Linked DNA regions of Mus musculus: region 1 is linked to region 2. Evidence: chromatin contacts called from public Micro-C data. All regions are on one chromosome and are shown on one strand. The core of a region is the stretch at or near the end of the contact, and the rest is flanking DNA. Distances in the headings are between cores, read along the strand shown.

What was found. Hi-C and Micro-C count contacts between places; a contact is called where the count stands out from the background.
Region 1: a contact with region 2 is called in a Micro-C map of the G1E-ER4 cell line, with 2.4 times the contacts expected there. The contact joins two enhancer-like sites. A contact is called at or near these places in 2 of 15 datasets of contacts at CTCF or cohesin (CD8 T cells and large pre-B cells), 11 of 484 Hi-C or Micro-C datasets (B cells, the G1E-ER4 cell line, centrocytes and 5 more), 3 of 115 datasets of contacts at active chromatin or transcription factors (CD8 T cells, effector CD8 T cells and extraembryonic endoderm stem cells) and 2 of 9 other capture datasets (adipose tissue and pancreatic islet).

Annotation. Positions count from the first base shown.
Region 1 is chr6:8,732,766-8,737,656 of GRCm38.p6, forward strand. Ica1 (islet cell autoantigen 1) reads right to left here. Exons shown (of 14, transcript NM_010492.3): 6 at 4,252-4,450. Among named protein-coding and RNA genes, the nearest start is that of Ica1, 43 kb to the right of the region's middle. Within about 2 kb of position 2,571, at least 59 of the 459 cell types and tissues checked have an H3K27ac peak or open chromatin away from gene starts, as enhancers often do. A contact at or near this core is called in the G1E-ER4 cell line, where this site is marked.
Region 2 is chr6:8,627,580-8,632,756 of GRCm38.p6, forward strand. Ica1 (islet cell autoantigen 1) reads right to left here. Exons shown (of 14, transcript NM_010492.3): 14 at 2,948-3,218. The coding sequence ends at 3,097. Among named protein-coding and RNA genes, the nearest start is that of Gm35621, 6.9 kb to the left of the region's middle. Within about 2 kb of position 1,917, at least 9 of the 459 cell types and tissues checked have an H3K27ac peak or open chromatin away from gene starts, as enhancers often do. A contact at or near this core is called in the G1E-ER4 cell line, where this site is marked.

The DNA of each region.
Region 1 (4,891 bases), core at 1,321-3,820, 110 kb after region 2:
ACATAAATCCACCCTTGGGTTCCTACGAGGTAGCCTGGAGAGCTGCTCCATGTGGCCCTGACTCTCCATATATCTCTTTTCTCCGAGTCATTTTGACAAGGAGCAGATGACTAGCAGGGCTCTTGCAGAGGGCTAGGAGCAAGCTTTGGTCTCTGTGTCCTCAGTTCTCTGACAGGAACACTTAGTCACAACTCCTAATGTTGATGTGCGGAGCCATCTCTAGCCCCTGGGCTTCAGAGAGTGCCAGATCATTTGCTTTGTTTTATGTGAAACTTTCACTCACCAGCTCTGTCTTGCGCACTCGTGACTGTGCTGTATAAAAGGTTTCAAGACATTTGAGAAATGCTAGGGGGGGAAATTAACCCAATGTTGGAGGTGAAAATTCCCTTCCAATTTGACTTTCATTTATGTTTATTCTGGCTTTGTAATCAAAGTGACGCTTTACTGAGTCTACCAGAGGTCAGACTGTGTTTCTCTCTGGTCTTCATCCTGCCAGGACCCAGGTGTGCCATATTTTATTTGGTTTCTACTCTTCTGCTCCCTGTTCTAACATGACATCTGACTGAGTTGTGAACACAAATTTTGTAACACCCATCCCTTTCTCAACACTTTTTCCACTCCCTCCTTACAGATTTGTGTGTGTGTGTGTGTGTGTGTGTGTGTGTGTGTGTGTGTGTGTGTATTTTGTACTTTCAAATGGAGTCAGACAGGTCTAAGAATCCCACCATATATCACTCACAGATCCTAGAAGGCCTAGAATATGTTTGCGTGTGCGCGCGTACACGCATTCGCGCATGTGCATGTGTGTCTGTGTATCTATATCTCTTTCTCTAGTCTTGCTTGTCTCTCAGGCCATGTTGCTTAGGCACCTATGTCTCTACATTTACATCACTTGATGCTGCTTCTAGGAGTTCTATTGCTTCTACCTCGGGCCTTTGCCCACATTGACTCCTCAGCTAACCACTGCTGTTTCCCACCCCTCTGTCCAGGTCCTTTCTATTTGTCTTGGTTTCTTTTCTGTTGACAAAAGCAACTGTATGGCGGATGGGTTTCTTTTAGCTTATTGTTCAAGGCACAGCCTATCATAAAAGCAAATCAAGGCGGCAGGAGCTTGAAGTAGCTGGTCATATTGCTCTCACAGGCAGAAGAAAATCGTCTGCTCTCTCAACTCTCCCTCTTTTCTTCATTCACTCCAGGACCCAAGCCATGAAATGGTTCAGTCTACAATTAAGATGGGTCTCCCCACATCAATGAATGTAATTAAGATAACACTATCTTGTCAGGCTCAGCCCAGAGACCAGCTCCTAGGTGATTCTAGACGTCAAGTTGACAAACAAGAACTACCATACTATTGTTCATTCTTTGTTATTGTTGGGGGGAGGGGTGCTGCCTCATCTGGGATGCCCTGTCTAGATTTTTTATTTGTAGTACTATTTCAACTCAGATGACCATTCAACACACTGCCTCCTGTTTACTTGTCTCATGCCCAAATGATCACACGAGACAGGAGCTACACTCCTCTGTGGTAGCTGGCATGTAACTGGGCTTCAATATCATTTGTTGACTATGCAAATGAATGAATGGACACATTCTGAAAATTCCAAATAGGGGGTCATAACCATGAAAGTAAAAATTAGAACTTTGTCTCCTCTAGAATACGTGAAGTCCTGGCTTTATCAGCTGCACTGGGGAGGAGGAGGTAAAGCTGAGGAGACAATGCCTTACAGACACACCTTGAGTCTTTGAGGCCAGTGACTTAGGTAACACACTCCTGGGAGATAAACAGAGACTCTATTTAAGATGGGATCTCACCTGCACAGGACTCTAAAGCTAACGTAGAGTTAATTTGCAAATACACTGTAGCAGAACCGAAAACTTGCATTTTAGAGCATTCCAGAGACAGCAGCAAACCACACAGTCCTGCTTTTTGTTTTTACCTGAGCAATCACATATGCTGATTTCCAAGGCACCAGGAGGTCACCTACATGCAATGGGGATGGTAAGTGATCTAAGGAGAGGTCCTCTGGCCCCTTAGACTCTGCCTGGAAGACTTGCCATGTAAGTGCCAACTTGGGGCTGGGCACAGGACTGACTCTGGGGTTAGGCTCTGGAGAGAACCAATGCAGTCTCCTGTTCTCCTCGAGTCAAGAATAACCAAAAATTACGCTTGAAGATCACTCTTCTCTCAAAAATATTCTATCCCCAAGTCCAAGTTCACCACATCCAGCTATTAAATTGAATCCAGCACACACAGGATTAGGGGGGGCAGGCACAGCTTCAGCTACTACTTCGCAGTAAAGGATTCAAAATAAAAACCAAACCTACCCATATTTTCCAGGATGGAGATTGATGGCATTAAACGATGGCAAATGTTTCTATGTTCAAACCAAATGACGAAGAACTTGGTTTCTGTTTCAGTCTTAAACAGCTAGCAACCACCTCCCACCAAACAAAACCAGATAAACACAAACACCCACAAAATTCTTTGGCCTTCCAGAATAACTGTTTTCTTGTCCTGGCACACTGGAGGGACCCAGAAACTCTGCACTGAACAAAGGGCTTGCAAGCAGGTGTTACTATGAAACTGCCTGTGCCACTTCTAGGTATACTGTTTGACTTCCTTTGTCTCTTGGTGGGGAAATTGTATCTATTTTCAAAGATTCTGGCTTCCATTTCCTTGTTCGACCTCAGGTTAGCTACCTACCATGGGTCTTTCTACAAAAGAAAAAAAAATGTGTGTTGATTATGGTAAACATTAAGGCTGCACGTCATCAGCAATGTGCTCTGGAGTCAGTTTTTTTTTTTTCTCTCATTCTTTCTTTTTCCTAATACCAATTCCACCCCCATTATCCTCAATCCCCAAATAAAATACTAATGACAAAATAAATGACTGGCCTAATTACGAAGTCAGAAAACTTGCAAAACAGCCTGGGGTCACCAGCATCTAGTTACCGAACCAAAAACATTTGATTTGTTTACTACCATGACGTCTGATATTTTTTTTCTCTTTCAAAGGATGAATGAGTTCCATTTACATCTTCTTCGAAGATGAGATAAACTTCACAGTCTCACCTCTGCCTGGGCAGCCAGCCTGCCTTTCAGAGAAGGCTTATGCTGACATGTTAAAAAAAAAAAAAAAAAAAAAAAAGGAGAGAAAATGAGGCTGGTTCCCTTCACAGGGAGGGAGTCTGAACTACAAACCAAGAAAAACTTCCAGAGGAATTTCTGTTGCTCTAGTACCTAGGTCAAGAAGCAGTGACCACTGTCTTGAACAAGAGAAGCTCTTTTGGTCTGTTCCTTGACTCCCGGCTCAACCTTCTACATACCAGCCAGGGTTCCAGGTTCATAGTTCCAAAGTGATGTCCCTAAAAAGGAGTCTAAGCCTTTTAAACAACATTTCTAATTATGAATGGATCAGTTGAAGTGACTAAGGGAGTTGACACAATATTATGCCAAGCCCAACATTTGGCCCCTTTTTTTCTTTTATGCCCTAAAACACACTCAGTTGCCCAAACAAAGAACTACCAAGATTGTACAAACCACTACAGAATCAGGCCACATGTTCACATGTTCAGTGTACGGCTGCCACCCAGTGGTAGGTTGGATTCCTGTGGACAAAAGGCTCCGACTGGCTACATTAACACAATGTAATTTTTCTTCTTATTTTTTTCTTTTTTAAGGAACCGAAGATTATTATTCCTCAGGAAAATTAAACAGAATATTCATTTTCTTTTGCTCTAATGTTGCTCAGAGAAATTTCTGAAGGGATCAATAGCAGGGAGAGTCAATACCATTCTAGCTAACCACACAACTATATCCCAGAGCCTCTGAATATGTCATAAAAGAACTGTTATTGTTTTGCTGGTTTCAACATGAATCATCAATTAGAAAGACTTGTTAAACAGCCTAGTTTCACTTTCTAGATGTATGTGCTCTGGATTTTTAGTTATGCATGAAGAGACATCTACAAGTGACAACCTTATAAAAAAAAGTGCACATTATATGAAAATCTGACTTCAATTAAAACCAGCTACAAAATCCCAGCAATTTCCAGCTGTCTCCTCTCTTATCCTTAGAGAATTATATATCACATTAATTGCTATTCTGTCACATTTTTAAAAAAATGTCAGCAATGGTTAATTGTATCCTTGGTGCTTTTGAGTTATGTCTGTTTTACCAGAGGGATTCAAATCACACTTGGTTGCCTTCTAGCAAGGTGGCCATTTTGACAACCCTCAAAAAACTTCTTACCTTCCTGAACTTCTCCATTTGCTTGTAGAGGTCTGGATCAAGTTCCTGAGACACATCCTTCATCCACAACAACGCTCCTCTGTATTCTGTCCTGTACTGCTCCATGCGGTTCACTGTCAGCCAGGTATCAGAGATGGCCCGATGTCTAAAAGTTTCTACTTCTTGGTGAAATCGACACAAAGGGTTTCTCAAGGCCAACCTGTACAAGAGGGCATAGATATAATCATAAAACAAAGGAAAAGAACAGTTCCAAATTCTGATATTCTGCACGCATCATAAACCCATGAACTTAGACCACTGTCTAAAACGCACATGTCTTGTCAGGAGACAGATACTAATCAAAATGTGAGTGAAGGTGGGATCAACCAGAGATTGCCCACATTCTGATCCTTTCATTTTCAGTGAACTGGACCATTGGGAAGCACTCCATTTGTGTTGCTGGGCGGCCTCAGGCCTGGACAGTATTTATTTGAAGTTGCAACAAGCCCGTGTCAGTGAAGGATAGTCACAGCGTGGCCATTCCTGTTTCCATTCCTGGCTACTCCGTCTCTTCTGTTGCTGAATTTTGGGCCCTGTGTGGAGGGTGGAATGGGATAGGCATGACTTGGGTATCCTTGACCTGGCCACCTTTATTACACCT
Region 2 (5,177 bases), core at 667-3,166:
GTTGATCACAAAGCCAGGCGCAGCACTGATATATTGGAAAAATCAATTAGTATTTGTCCATGAGCCCTCGCCAGATACTGGTTCTGGGGTGGAGTCTTCCTGCAGCACCTCCTAAAAGGGGGAAGTCGGTGTTGTCTCCAGAAGTTGCCCGGTGGGACAATAGGCAGGAGGGGTCTGGGAAGTGGCATCTAGTAGGTGGGCAGCCTCCCAAAGTGGCTTCAGGGCCCTCAGCCCTTGGCCCCACACCAGCTATAAAAATTGGCGAATGCACAACGGATTTGCTCCTTCATACCCAGAGGTGCTGGCTTCAAGCAGAATACATTTTCTTGGGCAAAAACTTCCAATAACAACAACAACAACAACCAAAAAAACAAACCAAACCAAACCAAACCAAAACCAAACCAAACCAAACCAAACCAAACCAAACCAAACCAAAAAAATCAAACATGCTGGCTCTTTCTAAATCAGTACTTTCTAATTCTGAGGCTGATGGATTGGTTTTTTCACTCACCCAGAACTCAAAATCAACTTGACATTTCTAAAATTACATTTCGAGGGGAATGAATCTGTAAAGTGAACCGAGAGCCAGTGCCAGTTGGGGAAAGAAGGCAGGCACAAACAGAATCATGCCTCGTCCCTCCTTACAGTGTGTGCGTTCTTTATCTGTTAGCTGAGGAAAAGGGAGGGGAACCGGGGGTCATGCTGAAGCCATCAGAAATAGCCAGAAAGCCAAGGAGAGCCTGGGTCTACCTGTAGCTCAAGCTCCATTGTAACGGTGGCTCAGGCTGCCCGAAGGGAGTTGGAGATGAAGCGAGACTTGTTTGGCAAAGAGGGTAAAGACATATTGTCTCCTTCATGGCAGAGATCACACTTGTGTGGGCAGTTGGGGAGACCCCAAGGTGGGTCCCAGAGGAAGCCTCTTGGCCAGGCGGGTGTACGGGGCTCTTACAAGAGAGCCAGGTGGCAGCTGCTTCCCCTTACTTAGGAGAGGTGGTCAAGGGGCTTTGTGTGAGCAGGGTCAAAACGTGCCTCTCAACAGGGATCAAGAGGCTGCCCCAGTGGATTGCAGATGGGAAAGGAGACTGAGTCTTCTTCTTTTCTTTCCTTTTCATGAGAAATATAAAGACAATTTGGGGAGAAAATGCCTCCATGAGCAACCCTTTCCTTTTCCGGTTGCAAAGCTTATTCAACCACTGTGATCCACTACCCCCCACTCACTGATCAGTTTTAAAAGGCAGCCTCCTACTGCTTATCCTATTCCAAACTCTACCTCCCTCAACCTCCATGCCTTCCCATCGCCTAGACGGAGCCAGACAGGCCTTCCAGATTCAGCTCCTCACTGTGACTTCTGGGGTTTCCATGGCTACAAACAAATGTGACCTGGGATGAAACTAGAACCCTTACTCCTCATTCCATGCTGGGCAACTTGACCTGGCGATCATTAATCCACGCAAGTGGCACTGTCTAATGGTAGAGGCATGTGTCTAAAGCACGTATCTGTCAAGGCTAGGAAGCACCATCCTGGCATGGCTGGAGGAGAGCGGTAGGGCAGGAGCCAAACTCTCAGGAGACAGTAGAGCTTCATCCTTGGAGAACTGAAGGTGCAGGTAGAGGCTCCACATTCTCATGGTGGAGGTGGACTGTGAGGAAGCTCTTGAGGACTGAAGAAGGCTGTCATGGAGTCTCACATAGCACACAGGCCCCTGGGACGGTACATTAAAGGGGTGGCAAGCATGCCTGTGTTTAGAGGAGTGTGAGGTTGGGTTCTGATTCTGTATCGTGACAACCTCAAAGTGTATTAACGTGGAGCTGAGAAATCTGCCAGAGACGATTCTGGCAACAAGACCTCTGATAGCACAAGACAGCAAAGCCAGGGAAAGCTACCCAAGCCAGGCCCTCAGCTGGCTCCCAGACATTTCCTTTACCAAGAAGACATCTGTAACGGCCCGTGTCTCCAGCCCTCAGAGTGGTTTTAGAACTGCAGGCAGGTCCTTTCTGAGGGTGAGTTTCTGAAGGAAGCCCAGGGAGCCTTCTCTGAGATAGGCAACAGGAGCCCTCAAGAGGCCTAAGCACAGAGAACCTTTTTTTCTGGACCACTAACTTACACAGGGCCTTCTGTGCATTGCTTAGGTCTACATGAGGGCATGTGAGAGGGCCCTAACTTAGCAGGTTACCTGTGACATAGAGAAACTCTGGGGTCTGGGAGTCTGACAGGGTATCTAAGTTGTTGATGTGGCTACATGTGAATCTGTAATTACCACTATTTCTTGGTCCTACAAAAGTCCCAGGCAGCCCTTGTAGCTGGCTGCCTTATTTGGGGATGTACAGTTCTGACCAATAGCTGCAGAACTGCCCATGGGGCCCCCTGCCCCTCTATTGCACCTTCAATGATGCTTTTCTTAGCACAGCTGGGTCTCCACACAGAATCCACGACTTGAGTTTGTATAGCAAATGTTGTCTTAATGTTTAAAATTTTCTGTTTAAAAAAAAAAAGGTTCCATGAGGCTCCTGGAGTTTATGCTTTTGAATTCAGCTACGGAAAAGATAAAAGGAGACACTAGGATGTGCAAGGATGGCTGCCTTCAATAGAAAGGTCCATGCAGCAGAAAGCAGCCCCACTCCTCTGCCAGTGTGGCACGTGGCCGCAGTCAAGTGTGGCAGGGGACAGTGTCTTCGGTTGTCTGGATCTTCATCCAGAGCTCAGTGGACAGTGGCATGGCAGAAGGGCTCTTCCTGACACCTCTTCTGAGAGGGATGGGGACGTGAGAAAGCACTTTGAGCCTCCTGGTGCCCCTGAGGACGTGTGTAAGTCCACATGCAGGTGTGTGATTTAGCCTTGGATTTTGGGTGTCAGCAAGAGTAAGCAGTGGCCTGCCAGCGGCCCCTGTGTACTCCTCTACTGTTCAATGCACACGGACTACATACAAACCAAACAGGAGTGAATAACTATAGCGATAGAAACAGGGCCTTGACCCTCTCATTTTATTAAAATGGCATGTAAATATTAAAACAGCACACTGAGCATATTAGACTTCTGCAAGCCCTGGATGAGGTGCCGCGGAGTGGCCCGAGGGCTCCCTGTTGAAGGTTGCAGACTCATGCATTGAGCAATTCGTGTTCTTTATCAGTTTTCCCAACAGCATCAGGGTTTGATAAGGGGTCGAGGTCAGCAAAGAGGCTGAACCAGGCAGTCAGGTCCGAGGCAGCCTTGGCAGGCTCTGGGGAAAGAAGAAGAAACATGAACAAACCCACCTTCTCAATGAGCACCTCAGGAGGGACAAATCCCATGATCCTTGGGGAATTTCATGTCCCCTGAAGGGCTGGCTAACACAAACCTTGGCCTGAGACTCAGTTAACTAATTTCCATCTTCAGGGCACCTCCAGCAATGGCTACAGCTCACAGAGGTACTCAAAACGGCACATGCTGTCTGTCTCCCTCAACCGAGAAGCAGCTTGGCTATTTCAGAAATCAGACTGAAGCAAGGTGCCTTCTGGTGTCTGCCGGAGGGTTCCCTTTAAGTCCCACGGGCCAGGAGCCATCTGCGGTTTCTCCTTTCACCCTTCAAAGACGCAGGCCCACAGGAGGTCATACCCAGGCCCAGTCTCTCTACCATTACAATCACTGCCTTTCCTAGCTCTTCCTGTCAAAGGCTAGGTCCTTCCTTTCCCTTTCCCTTTCCCCTTCCCTTCTCCCTTCCCTTCCCTTCCCTTCATGGGCTTGAAATCCCCCCCGTTCAGCCTCACTGGAGCTCTTCCCTCTACTTCTGTTCCCCCCACCCTAACTCCCCCCAAACCATGATTAGACAGCCAAAGTGTCTTCCAGATGAGAAGAGAATTTTCAAAGGAGCGCCTCATGCCAGTGATTTATAAATGAGCTGGGACTCTTTCCTATAAATCATTCCACGTGAGCATCCACTTCACTGGCTGATAATCCATGCCTCTCCTCCTTCCCAACAGGTGGCGACGTCAGAAGCTGGGATAAATGTCTCTCTATTAGGGTACCTCCTAGCAGGGAGCAGCTAGGAATGTGTTCGCCATGTGGCTGAAAAGTCTCAAAACTGGCAGGAGCGAAGACACAGAATGGGATGGGAGTTACTTAAATCGTCTTTGATCCTTGCTCTAAATGACACTGAACTCTTAAGATAGTGAACGAAGCACTTCATGCTTTCAGTTCATCTCCCTATTTCTCAGCATAATACCCAATGGGTGCATTACTTTGTAATGACAGAGTCTATGCATGTATTATGTCATAATATATGAGATACAACTCGTACACATAGGAACAGCTAGTAATGGCAAGACTAAGTAATCTAAACCCAACAGTTCTCCAAAGAGTAATCCTAATAGGTTATTACTATAGGTAACCTTGATTGAATTCTACGTGGGTTGCCCTTATAACCCCTAGCTTATAGCGATTTGACATACTGAGACAAGAGAGAACCTCAAGCCATCATGATGGAGGTCATATGAGGATACTAGATGGGACAAGACTGATAGAGACAGATTAGTTTATCTCAGTTCTTGATAGAGTGTGTAATGAGATCTTAAAGAAATCCCCAGTGAAAATATGTCACACACTTACTTCCCCTTCCTCCTAACCTCTTGCAGAGGTCTGAGAGGGTCCCCAGGGAGTAATCACAGACTTGCAGTTAAGAGCTAAGCCAGCCGACTGCTCTTTGAGGAGACCGACCCTCAGATCCTCCAGGTCTCCACTAGGACTAAAACCAGGTGCAAATTATTTGCACAGCACTTAAAAGAGCATCATAGGAACACTTTCTGATGATAATGAGACAGACGTTTCCTCTAATGTCCTGTGGTCAAAAGGAGAGGGGGTGATAAGCAAAGCAACAGAGATAAAGCTGGGACTACACATGAGATCTCCTGCCCAGCAGATGCACTTCAGGGGCCTGCTCCAGATCAGAACAGATCTCCCGAGCTTAAAAGGACCTCATTTGACACCTAAGCCCAGCCTAATATTCAAGACCAAAGGACATTAGATCTAACAAGAACTGTCACCCCACCCTCACCAGCTGGGCACATATATGTATGGTTTCTGCCCATGGTAGCCTCCAACAGAGGATGGTGTGACAAGACCTTTCTCCTATCTTCCCCAGACTGGGAAAAAACTAGCAGAAGAGAAGCATCGGATCATATCTAACTGAAATACATGGCCAACT